Linked DNA regions of Mus musculus: region 2 is linked to region 1. Evidence: chromatin contacts called from public Hi-C data. All regions are on one chromosome and are shown on one strand. The core of a region is the stretch at or near the end of the contact, and the rest is flanking DNA. Distances in the headings are between cores, read along the strand shown. Region 1 holds the start of Gm14100 (a long non-coding RNA gene). Region 2 holds the start of Bmp2 (bone morphogenetic protein 2).

The links. Hi-C and Micro-C count contacts between places; a contact is called where the count stands out from the background.
Region 2: a Hi-C map of bone marrow-derived macrophages shows a contact between it and region 1, with 43 read pairs. The contact joins the promoter of Bmp2 here to the enhancer-like site in region 1. A contact is called at or near these places in 2 of 39 promoter capture datasets (hematopoietic stem and progenitor cells and liver), 5 of 484 Hi-C or Micro-C datasets (bone marrow-derived macrophages, liver and nephron progenitors), 2 of 115 datasets of contacts at active chromatin or transcription factors (both in bone marrow-derived macrophages) and 2 of 9 other capture datasets (liver and pancreatic islet).

Annotation. Positions count from the first base shown.
Region 1 is chr2:133,456,994-133,463,258 of GRCm38.p6, reverse strand. It overlaps Gm14100 (a long non-coding RNA gene), which reads right to left and starts at 181. Exons shown (of 3, transcript XR_866759.1): 1 at 1-181. Within about 2 kb of position 4,333, at least 27 of the 459 cell types and tissues checked have an H3K27ac peak or open chromatin away from gene starts, as enhancers often do. A contact at or near this core is called in bone marrow-derived macrophages, where this site is marked.
Region 2 is chr2:133,547,342-133,553,575 of GRCm38.p6, reverse strand. Bmp2 (bone morphogenetic protein 2) reads right to left here and starts at 1,417. Exons shown (of 3, transcript NM_007553.3): 1 at 225-1,417. RefSeq lists promoters at 452-767, 1,257-1,455, 452-3,328 and a cis regulatory region at 2,429-2,439.

The sequences.
Region 1 (6,265 bases), core at 3,084-5,583:
TGAACTCTGAGTGCTCCCTGCAACCCCCTTTCACGGCTTCAGCTTTTGAGAATCTTTCGTGGCCTGAAGTTCAACTTTAGCCAGTCTTCATACTCTTTAAGTTGTTTTTCTCACCACAGAAGTTGTATTCAATCATTTTCAGATCTGGGTTATAGTTTCATCTGATAAAGCCATTTGTTTTGGGAACATTTGGTTCTGGCAGGCACGCCTCTGTTCTCAGTCTAGCCTGTCTATTCCAGACACTACCCAGAAAACCTGGGGTAACTATGCCTGCCTTTTACTGTACTTGACCACTCCTTCCCCAGGTAACACTTTACAGCATGATAATATTATTGATTATCTAATTCAGGACAGGGTGCTGCTAGTAATTCCATCCAGAAATCATGCTAAATCCAAATCATTTAAAATAAATAAGGATGCTCGGTCATTATTTTCTAAAGCCCAGAGATTACCAAGGAAGCAGAGTTGTGTTCCCTTTATTTTCTCAGCTGAAGAGCCACTGGGTGTGCTATGAGCAGCAAGGCTATGATAATTTCTGTACTTTACCAGTTGTGTTCATTTTTCGTACTGTGCTTTTGATAACAATATTCAGAGACTTCCAAGAAAAAAGTGTTTCCTTCAAACAAGCTCAGTTGAAAGAAATCAAAGATGGGCATATCTACTCCATTGTGGGTAAGCTTTATCTTCATGTGGTTTTAGTTAATATACTTTATGAACAAACATTGTTTAAAGAGATATTTCAGGTTTCTAGAAGGAGGAAACTGATGAACTCTTAGTATCATCCTTAGAAACATCCTGGATTGTATCCACAAGTACCAGGATCCTCCCCTACGACTACACAACAAAAACATCTGTAGATACCAGCAAATGTCTCCCAGACATGTATTTATTGTACTACCACCATCCCTGTACTTGTGAGCTGCTGCCCCAGTAACTAACCTCTGTCTATATTATGGTCATAACCCTCCCCCCAATAAAAAATCTCCATTGCTCACCACCAGCTTCATTCTGCTTTTGCGACCGAAGGATTTAAAAAGTAGATTCCAACTTATTATTAGAAGAGATGCCTTCCAGAAAATTCCATTGAGAGGAAATATCTTTTCTGATTCAACTCTTCATTACTTCCCACTGCCTATTACCCACAGTGGAATGATTCCTGTGTTTGTGCATGTGTGTATGTGTTTTCTGAAACAGCAAAATCCAACCCAACATTAATCCACTTTCCATTGCAGCCTTCTTTTTCTACTGAAGAACTAGTGTTCAGCAATGATCAGGTAGCTGTCTGGCCCTCCAACATTCAAAGAAGGCACTGTTAGGAAGACAAAGCATCTGTCTTTGGCTACCGCTTTGGATGGGAGGTACACGGTCTAATAGTTTTGTCGTTTGGGGCTTGTGACCAGGCAAATATTTTAGTAGGAAGAGGTGGCAGAGCAGACTTTTGCCCTATGGCTGCAAAACAGAAGAAAGAAACAAAAGACCAGAGTGCCTCAGCTTTAACTCGCAGGCCTTTGAGGGGTATTGAAGATCACCTTCAGGGCAGAAGATCTGTCAGGTGTTCTGGATAACATTCCTTATTTAGATAAGCTTATACATGATGGTAGGACATATGCATAGTGAAACATGTCATTACATAGCATGTTCTACTGTTTACAAAGCACTGTTTTTATTTACTGATTCCAAGGATGCCTGGCTTGAAGTCAGTTTGTAGCAGATCCCAGCAACCCTTGGGCCAGATGGATTAGATCATCAATGAGGACTGTAATGGGATTTCAGTATGCTTGAGAAGGAAGAGCTGGGTTTTTCTAAGATCTCTATGTGTATACAGTTGGGCAAACACACAACCATAATGACTTGTCCCTCCATTAAGTGATTCTTCCTCTCCTAAGATGTATTCAGTGTCCTTGTGTAAGTCTAGAATGCATCAACTCCCTTCAAGTGTTTGAGAAAGAACTAATCTTCAAATTATCCAACCTCATTTTACTTCAGGGACAGTTCTATTTGTTTATTTTATAGCCTGCCTCATTCCAAAAAAGGTTTTGAGGAGAGCAAGGAAACTGAATGGCACGGGTCAGTGAGAAAGAACCTAGAAACGACATTCCCCAATTCGACACTATTTTCTGAAACAATGTCAAGTCCTTACAAGGATGGGAAAATAGCTAAGCCACATACCGTGAAAGTCAAGGATTCTCGCTTAGGGAATACGTGTCCTGGAGCTACTGTCCTCCCAGGACATTCGTGAGCTTAGCAGTTTGGAATGTCAACAAAAAGGGTGACTAGGGGCAGAGGCTTGCAGGAGGGTTTGTGGCCCACTCATTGATCAATGCATGGAACAGAAATGGAGACAGAACTGGAAGTTGTGTGGAAAGAATGTGTAGCATGACCACTTTGAATTAGCCTGCAAGAGACATTTCTCTTTCCCTAGCCCAAAATGACTTATAAGAACCCTGAGCAGACAGGCTTTCTGAGTACTGTACAGTGAGAAGATGAAAATCTTCCCATAAATGTTTGTTTTCCAGTATCTTTCACTGATCAGTCTTGCACATATACAGTCCAGCCAAGAAGATGTGATCTTTTTCTTTGTGTTATAATTTACTTCAAAGCTGAACCTGGGCTTGAATTTTATTGTGTTCACTCCTAAGAAGAGAAAGGAAGTCACGGTGAGAGTAAAGAAGGGGAGGAAAAGGAAAATGTAAGAACCTAGAACATAAGGGGCATGTTGGTGGTCCTTACTCCGATTCTGTCTTGCAAATGAAGAAAGAACTTGACAGCACATATCTTTTACCACATCTTAGGTTACTGGATTGCACAGTGTCTAAAACAGTGGGTAGATTTTAATCGTCCAGTAATCTAGTGCATAAGAGTATGATAACACATCAATGGAGTAACCCCATCAAGAGGACTTGGGAAGAAGAGACAGCTAGAGATAAGATGTGACCTCAGGGAATCCAATTCATTCCTTTGTCATTTGCTAACTGTGTTCATTGTTCTACAGAATGCAACTACTTGAAATTGAAGTACTATGTTCTCTAGACTGTGAAAGATATTTGTGCGGGTTGAAAAGATGTCACAGTTTCTATGATAATTGCTCCCATTTATGATGAAGCCTAATGTTTTGCTTATTCAGAATGGATTGGATTTGTGTTGTGATTCTAGTGAATAGGGTATGGCAGAAGCCATTAGACATCACATCTGGAGATAGGCTATAAAAAGATCATCTTTGGTTCTCCTCTCTCTGTCCCATCTCTGTCACTGTCTCTGTCTTGGTGTCTGTGTCTATCTCTGTCTATGTCTCTGTGTCTGTCTGTCTGTCTGTCTGTCTCTCTCTGGAACAACCAGCTATCATGCTGCAAGGTCATCTAAGCAGGCTTTAGAGGGGCCCCTATGGTAAGGAGCTGAGGCTTGCTGTCATCCTTGTGTGTGAACATGGAGGCTGATCATCTCCTACTTGAGCTCAGGGGAGACTCACCAAAGCTAACAAAGTGACTTCAATCTCAGGAGAGACAAAGACAGAACCATACTATTAAACTATTCTTGAATTTCTAGATGTTAAAAACTGAGGCAATACACACTCACTTTAAGGGCTATGTTTGGGAAAATTTGTTAGACAATAAAAGATAGCTAATACAACAATTTTGATGGGTGGGCGACAAGCTGAATAAATTAAACAGCAAGGCTGACTATGAGGTGTGCAGCACAAGGCTAACCTTTCAGTCATACATGGGTATATCAAGGAAGAAGCACTAAAAGCTGGCTAATACACTGCACAGAGTAACATTAATTCCATATTTCTGTATACTTGGCTCTGCTTCAAAACTTTCATGTGTCTTAATTCATTTAATCCATAGAATAACTTATGAAGTGGGTCATATTAATACTCCATTTCACAGATAAGCACATGCAATCATAACGAAGTTGAGTAACTCTCCTAAGATTATATAGGCTCCAAAAGACAAAGAAATGATTAGAACAACAGTTTTGTTCACCCCAATGTCTTTCTAGGAAATGTCTTGACAGCAGATTGGTAGATGTTCTGTCCCATCCAAGGTGCACTCTATAGAAATGATCCATGGGTACAAACAAGAGCTCAGAAGTAGAGGCAGTCACTGCTCTCCGGACTCTGAGATGGGATGGTGGAGAGTCAAGGTCATCAGAATATAAAAGACTTGTAATTTGTATTGAACCTGGTAGTAGTGGTGCTTGGGCAGCAAGAACAGGTAGTTGAGATGTTTTTTAGTTTATGACATAAGTGAGCAGAAATGGAAACATGGCCCCAAACCACAGCAGATAACAGGGAAGTTCAGGTCAGTGAGCATTTCCTCACAGAGCCCACGAGGCAATGCAGCCTCTGTTTCTTCCCCTGGAGTTTCCCTTTAAGAAATTTTAAGTACAACACTAAAGGAGGGGAGGGGTGAACTTCTACAGAAAGGGAAGAAACAAGCGTGCATTAGAGTCAGCTGGTTTGAAACCAACTAGGATTGTCTCATAAGTCATAGAAACTCAGGTGACCCTCAGACCTACACTCCAAATTCTCCAGCTGCAAATGAAGATTCCTATTATACTGATCCTAATTAGGGCTTTGATAATCCACATCGCAAACTGATCTTGGTAATTCATAGTTACCCGTTCCTCTCCTTGGAATTGGCAGCTTCTCACAATGAGAGATTAGTGAAGCATCCACCCACCGACCTACTCATCAGAGAAGATGAAAACAATTTTCAAGAGAAAGTTTCCAGAATTGCAAACATTTATTCATAAGCAGGTACCAAATGCTACGCTGCCTGGCTTGACGTTTTTTCTGCCCAGGCTTGAGTTTTTGTCCCACCCAGAAGCTTCACTTGAAACTGATGGCAAAACAATTCCAGGGGCAAAATTTAGCCCAGGGCAAGTAGCAGAATCTTCCCATCAGTAACCAGAGATAGGAACATTTCATAACTATAGGCTGAAAATCTGTTTAGAAGTTTACTGACTCTTTGGAGTCAAACACTCTGTTCACTGAAGAATTGGGCACTGTCACATCCCCCATGGATTACCCCACTGGTGACCATGACACCAGAATGCTTCTGATGTCGTTTGCTAAATTTCTGATGTTCGTCAAGAATAAAATGAGCTGCAGGGCTTATGCTTGAAGCATAGCAGTGTCCTAGTAAATCATATCTCAAAATTATATTTTTATTTTTGTTACGTAAATATTTCTACCACACAGATTTCATGCTGATAACATTCTTGAGTGTAGTCATTCTTGAATGTAGAGTTAGAAAGATTTGGGCAACTAGCATTGAGCTGGTTCAAATTGGCTCCACATCACAGTTAAATATGAATGTTAAGATTTGAATCCTCCAAATGCTCACTACCTAGTTCTGATGAAATGCCCATTGTTGACAGATTTCATTCAAGTCAATTGCTTCATGACCCCGGAATTAACATCTAAAAACAACATTCATTTAAGGAATCTTGTCACGACAGCTAGGACCTGTCTCTGAAGGTTACAATGACAGGGATTGGCCACATCTGTGGTCTCCCTTAAAGACCTGGCTGGGGAAGAACAAGATTCCAAAGTCAATCAGGAGGGCATGAGCCACAGTTTGTATGGAAAGTTAGCTGGAGGCCATTATAATCCCTTGCCTTGTGGCTTTGTGCTGCTTGAGGAAAGGAATGGGGGTTAAAACAGAAGGTGGAACAGCCTCACCACTTGCATGTTATCTTTGTAAGAAGCAAGTTATAGTACTTCACATTCAAGCAAAAAGTGAATGCCAAGAGGTCCCGATCCCTGCCAGCTAGTTTCAAAGCAACATGGCATGAGCTCCCAGACCATAGCAAGTTCCCTGTTTCCATGCGTTCCACATCCATGGCTTCAACACACTCCGGGGGGTGGGGGGGGGAAGGCTTTTTAAAAAATTGTGCCTGTACTAAATCTCTATCTATCACTGTCTTACCATGAACTGCTAATCAACACAGTACAACAACCACTTCTTACACAGTATTTATATTTTTAAATACAGCTAGGAACCTGGACATGATTAAAGCACTTGGGAAAATATGCACAGGACATTGGCAAATACCATGCCCTTTGTGTAAGGGATTTGAGCATTTTAAGGTGTGTGTACCTGTGGAAGTCCTGAAACCAACCCCACATGGAAATCAAGAAATACCTGTATACACAGAAAGGACCGTCAAAGTAATGCCAGGCTGTTCATGATGAACACATTTTTTTTTCTAATTAAAGCAAAAGCAACAGGAATTAAGACAAAGTAAAATGCTCTGTAAC
Region 2 (6,234 bases), core at 168-2,667, 93 kb before region 1:
GGGGAGGAGGAACCGGCTGGAGGAAGGTCGCAGGCCAGTGGGCAAGGCAGAGGGATCTGGGGTTTGGAATGCCTAACCCCTCTAGGGATCCGCTGCACGTGCACCGGGTGAGGGTATGTTTACGTCCACTCCACTCCACCAGTCCTCCCAGGCGCCCTGCGCCGTTGGGCGGGAAGCGGTGTCACCCGCCAGCCAACCCCGGGTCCCCGGCCCGTGTCCTCTACCTTTAGGAGACCGCAGTCCGTCTAAGAAGCACTAGGGGGCACGTCCATTGAGAGAGTCTCCACATGGAAAAAGCTCTGTCCGAGGGACCTGGAGCAGCAACTGGGCTTCTGTTGCTTTTCTTCGCCTCCTCCTCCTTCTCCGGGTGTTCTCCCTGTAGGGAACTGTGTCTTGGGGTGGGCCCAGCGGGCTGAGGAAGAGAGGTGATCGGGCTGGAGGCGGCAAGACTGGATCCGCCGGGCGAGGACACCGGCGCGAAGTGGGGAGCCCAAGTCACTCTCCCGGCAAGTTCAAGAAGTCTCCAGCCAAGTGCTGACACACAGCCTCGAGCAGGGGGAGGAGTGCGGGGCCGGGACGGGAAGGGAAGGCTGAGGCAAGGCTGCTGCTGTCGTCGGCCTCAGGGACCAGCGCTGGCGGGGCGCGGGGCTGGCTCCGGGACTCGCCGGGCGAGGGACGGACGTTCTGCGTTAGCTGGGCCGCGACCCATGGCTCGGGGCAGCCATCGTGGGCGATGCCGTGTCCGGGCAAGGGCGCAGCGAAGATCTGGGTGGCGGGCGGGCCGCCACTCTGCATCCCTCAGCCTGACTCTGGCGCACCCCCATCAGCGCTCGCCAGCAGAGCCCGCACGGCTGCGGCGCCCCGGCGTCCTGGGGCTCATTCTCGAGACAGTCCAGCCGCGCGTCTCGGGTTGCCAAACCGGGTGACCTCGCGCTCCGAGCCCTCGGGCCAAGTGTCTTTTGTGGCAGCCTGGGGTCCACTCACTCTTCCGCCCGCTCGCCTTGGGCGCTCACTCCTGGGTCAGAGTGGCCCCGCATTGAGGGTAAGACTGTGCTCCGGACTCCCGGTTCTTAGCGTCGGTCCGCGACTCTAGCTTCTCCCGGACAGCCGAGGCCACAGCGCCAGGCGCGCACAGTCTGGAGTTCCAACCCGTGTCGTGCCAGTCCCTCGAAGCCGCGGGTGACCCTCGCGTCTTTCGCCGGGAGGGCGTCCGGTGCCTGGTGTCGCCTGGGGAGGCTACGTCCGGGGCTGCCAATCCCGGGCGGGCTGTGGGAAGCGCAGCGGCGGCGGGCGCAGTGCGAGCAGGGCTCTGCGCGGCAGGGCGAGGACTCCGGCGGCGACGACGGAGGCGCCGTGGCGCGGCGCTCGCGGCTTTTAAAGGAGACGCCGCCTGCCGGCTCCCTCCCGGCCGTGGCCGAACACCTCCCCCTCGGAGGCGCAGCGCGCCGGGGATCCCCGGGCGGGCGGGAGCGGCGCGCAGGGGTGTGGACGGCGCGCCCTACGGGGCGGCCGCGGTGGAGCGGGGCGGGGCGAGCGCGCGGCCGCTAAGGGGTCGCGTCCCGGATGAGTGTGAAGCCGACCCCCGGGACCTGGATCCGCGCCCACAGCTGCGGGAGACTAGGGCAAATCCAGAGTCCACTGGCCTCTGAGTTCCCTCATTGGGCCAATATTCAACTTGAGTTTGAAGTTTTTAGGTAAGAGCACATTAAAAAGAAGAACAGAACTTACAAGTTATTAGACATTTTGGCAAAAATGTGAGCAAACGCTTCTGTTTTGAATGGTGAGAAGAAAATGTCGAGAAATAGCCGATACACATCTGAGTGCATTATTACATTTTATAAATATTCATACATTTATATTCAAATAAATGAATCTAATAAAAAGATGCATATATTTTATATGTATTTATTTATGTAAATTATAAAAATACGGGTACAGGTTTCTGAACATAGATACACACTTGTAAAGTGGACATCCCTTCTAGTGATGTGTGTGTGTGTGTGTGTGTGTGTGTGTGTGTGTCCATGTGAGGGGACAATGAGAGTTAATAGAAATTCTCTTTATAGAAGCGATCACTTCGATACTTGTGATATTTATCTTCCCTTCCACACCCACCTACTCCAGAGTCAGGTAACAAGACAATTCCGGTTTGAGACCTTTGAATTTTCTGCCTGGTCCTCTCTCTCCACTGGGTCTCCAGCAGTAAGGCTCTGGCTGTGGCCAAGCCAGTTTTCTTCCTCAGCTGGAAATGTCCCCAAAGCTGCTGAGCCAGGATTCTTTTTTGAAATCTTTCCATTTCTCCCTACATTCAGGAGCCTTCATAGTACCACCACTGGCTACCCACAGGACCCCCAAAACTATGGGCTGAGCATTCCTGTAGAAGACCAGAGTGAATAACGTTACGTTGTGAACCAGATCTTTCCAGTTTGCAAAGCAAAGACCGAGAAAGACCAGAAGCAGGGGCTTTAATGATTTTTTTACCCACGTGTGCTAGCTTTTCAGTCGGGGAGCTAAAATAACTCTAGGTTCGTTCACCTAAATCGGATTAGCAACCCACAGAGGGAAATTAGGCCCTGGCTGTTTCTAGAGCTGTAGAGGTCAAATAAGGTATTTTTGAAGGAAGGCTGTCTACAAGGGAAATTAAAGGAGAGGAAGGGATAGATCCAGCAATTTGCGATCAGCTACTGTATTCCTTTTTAAAACGTGTTGCAGAAGTTGTCACTCTGAATCATGAGACACCAAACAAGGCGGCAATAAAACACTCCACTCAGACGTGTAAGTGTGTAAGTCAAAAGGGCTGATCGCCTCTGAAGCCATTTCCTTCCCTATCAAGTTTAATTGAGAAGTTAACCATTGCTTCTGTCATCGCGGAGGCGGAAGGAGCAAAGCAAGAAACTCCGAACCTATATGAGATTTAAATGAGAAAGTTGCCTTTAATGAGGAAGAGAAAGCTGACAGCTGTTGGACCAACCCCAAGAAAAGATGAAAATGAAACCTTTGGTGATGACATCAACAATGCCTTGCAGCTTTGGGCCTCTGGAACACCAGAAGAGAGAGTTTGGCCGTTTAGGATATCCTTAGTAATCAAGTCTCTGAGGTAAAATGGATGCCTCTGGACAGTTACTCCACCTTGGTGGTGCCTGCTGGCTTCTTTTTTGTAGCCCAGAGAGGTGCTGCTAAAAAGCCTTTCCCAGGAACTTTCCTCAAGTTTGGCCCAATTTCTCTGAAGAGCACTCGACTGTTGTTTTTTTAGAGATGGCTGCCCTCTTGTGGTGGAAATGAGTGTAAACGCATGGGACCTAGAAGTGAATCCAGTTTAAATGAATTCTCTGTTCTTTGGAATACAGTGTAGATGGTCATGTTCAGTCCATTTTTCATGCAATTGAAATTGTAGAGAAGAAACAAATACAGAGACTTATTGCTTTTTACACTCTATGCTGGTGGCCTCCTCCCACCCACAACAAATAATGTGTGGTTACTTAATACTTTGAGGGGGTACTATCTGTCTTCTCTGAAAATGTACAGTGCTTGCGGACTTGCTCGATCTTACCATTAACAAAGTTTTTCTCAGTATCTGCCAGTTCAGAAGGCGAGAGTAGCTCTGGAGTAGCTCTGAATTTATCCTATTTAGCGTCTCTGTTAACAAATATGTAAGGGGTTTCCAGTGGCCAGGCAGTCCTGGGGCAAGCTAAGGTGAGAATTACAAGTCTGATCTTTGTAAGAAGGTCCAGACACAATGTATCAGAACACAGTCTACTGGTTAGGACTCTACATAAAGGAGGCTGCTGCTATTCTATTCTAGTCCGTTTTTTGCCAGGTTTTCAGGAGATATCGGAAATCCTCATTTGTGTGTGGACATGACCTGGGATGAAATTAAGTACTTAAAGAGTCATACTTTGGCAACTTTTCCTTGAGCAGTTCAGCCCAGATAATGTTTAATTTTATTGCATCCTGCAGCTATTAGCATTCAGCATTGTTCCTACTAGGTGGACCATTATGCAAATTCACATGAAAATAATGATCCCCATGTATTGTAAAGGTCACAGCAGGCGTGACATGATCCATCTACCTTGTAATTGTCATTCCATTGTAACCTGTGGCAACTCCCCTGAGAAACCTCTTAGCCTGTGCATCATTTGCTGCTGATGCGACACCCAACCCTGGCTCTCCTCACTCCTGATTCTTTCCTAGGGACCAGAAGCTACAGCCGAGAGTAGCATTTGCTCTACCTAGGGCTCACCTAGTCAGTGTTGGATTAGCCACAGTAAGAATGATGGGTGGAGTGATTTGTAGGCCAAACTAGGCCAGGTTGGCCAAGTCACATTGTTTTAGACAGCCATCAAATCTTGTTTAATTACCATATAGCAATATACTTGCATATGTGACCAATGATATTAAAATGTTTTGCTATTGTATTAGGTTGGAAGAGGGAAAGGGGGTAGTTACAATCTCTTAAGATAAAAGAAGTAATGTTTTTTAAAAAGGAGTCAACCTCAGTATTAATGTTTTTACAAGGTAGCTATGGAGTCAGAGTTTTCACCCAAAGCCTCTGTATTGAAAAACCCCTCCCATCTAAGTGTTATAGGTATACTTTTGGAGATGTGACTGGATCATAGGGACCAGTGTATTTATCTATTGACAAATTTCAATTTGGAAAGCTTTATGGGCAGTGACATAAGTGTTAGGGAATGGGGACAGGTTGATGGAAGTAGTCACTGGAGACAGGCTTTCAAAGTTTCTGCCTGTCTCTTCCTGGGGTCCAGCCTGTCACTTCCTGGTTTTTATCCTATTGTCTCTTCCTGGTTTTCATCCTGTTTCCCTGTCCTGGGTTCCTTCCTGTTGCTCTCTTGCTTCCTGACCACCATAAAGCAAGAGGCCTTCTCTCCCATGTGTCTCTCCTCCATGTTCTTCCTCACTGCAGGTCCAAAGAAAATAAATGGAGCCATACACCGTAGACTGAAACTCCTGAAAACATGAGGCAAAAGAAATATTTCTTCTTCTCAAACTGTTTTAGGTATTTGTTTCATTGTTTCAGAACTAAAAGCAAAAGCAAACAACAACAACAATAAAAGCAAACTGACTAATACTACCCAGTCTATAAATCTTTACTGAGGATCTATGAACTTCACAACACTATGTTACTTGGATCCGGTGCATAAAGACACATAAGCTCTGCACATCCTTTATTTAGGAGCCTGTGGAAGAAGTATGATATGTTCAGAGGTAAAGAAATATAAAGCATAAGACATATGACAAGGACACTTCAGGAGAGCAAAGAGTTGCTGAGGGACTAATGGGAAGCAATGTGAAATTAGTAAGCTTATAGCAAGGACAGGGTTGCAGATTGGATGTGAACTCTCCCCTGAGGGCTCCCTATCTGGTGGTGTTATTCCAGGAGGTGGTATTATAAGAACATAAGAGGTAGAGCCTTGATGGAGCAAGTAGGTCACTAGGGCAGTGGGTCTTAAGCTTTTACATCCAGATTCCCAACTGATCTGTGTTCCCTGCTCTGCTGAGATGTGGTCCTACCCATTTTGGTCCTCTACCAGCACAACTTCACTAAGACATACTGCCTTCTAGTGTGAGAGCCTTAAGTTGATTCTTGTCAGGTACTTCATCACAGCCATAAGTACCAGTGACAGCAGTGTTTCAGGGGACTAGTCAGGTGAATACAATGGCTGGGAGCTAGGGAGTGAGGTTCAGCAGGTGACTACATAACACCAGCAGCAAAAAAAATTTTCATCAGAACCATTAATTGTTAAATTTTAGATATAGTTTCCCATGTGTTATTTAATTCAATTTTTTACAAAAAAATTTCTTGGGGGGTTATTAGCTATATTTTATAGATGAGAACGTTGCTTAGAGAGTGAACACTTTCCCCAAGGTCTCACATCTAGCAAGCAGCTAAAATCTGTGTTTTTGTAATCGTGATGTTAATAGTCTCTCAATTCCATACAGTGGTAGCAAGCTGGAGTCAACACATCAGGTGAGTGAGCATGGACCGATGCACAAGACAGTTCCAGTTTGGAAGTGGAGTTGGAATACAAGTCAACCAACATTAGAAAGTATCCCAGTGGGAAACAGCAATGGTTCATACTAGAGGAGAAGTTGAAACAAGTTTAACAATGGAATAGTGTATATAGTTGTGTTCAGTGTGAAGGGAAATGGAAGAGGACAGTAACGTCCCTTGTCTCTGCCGGATCACAGGAGGGGCAATTACAGCTGAGGGACTGT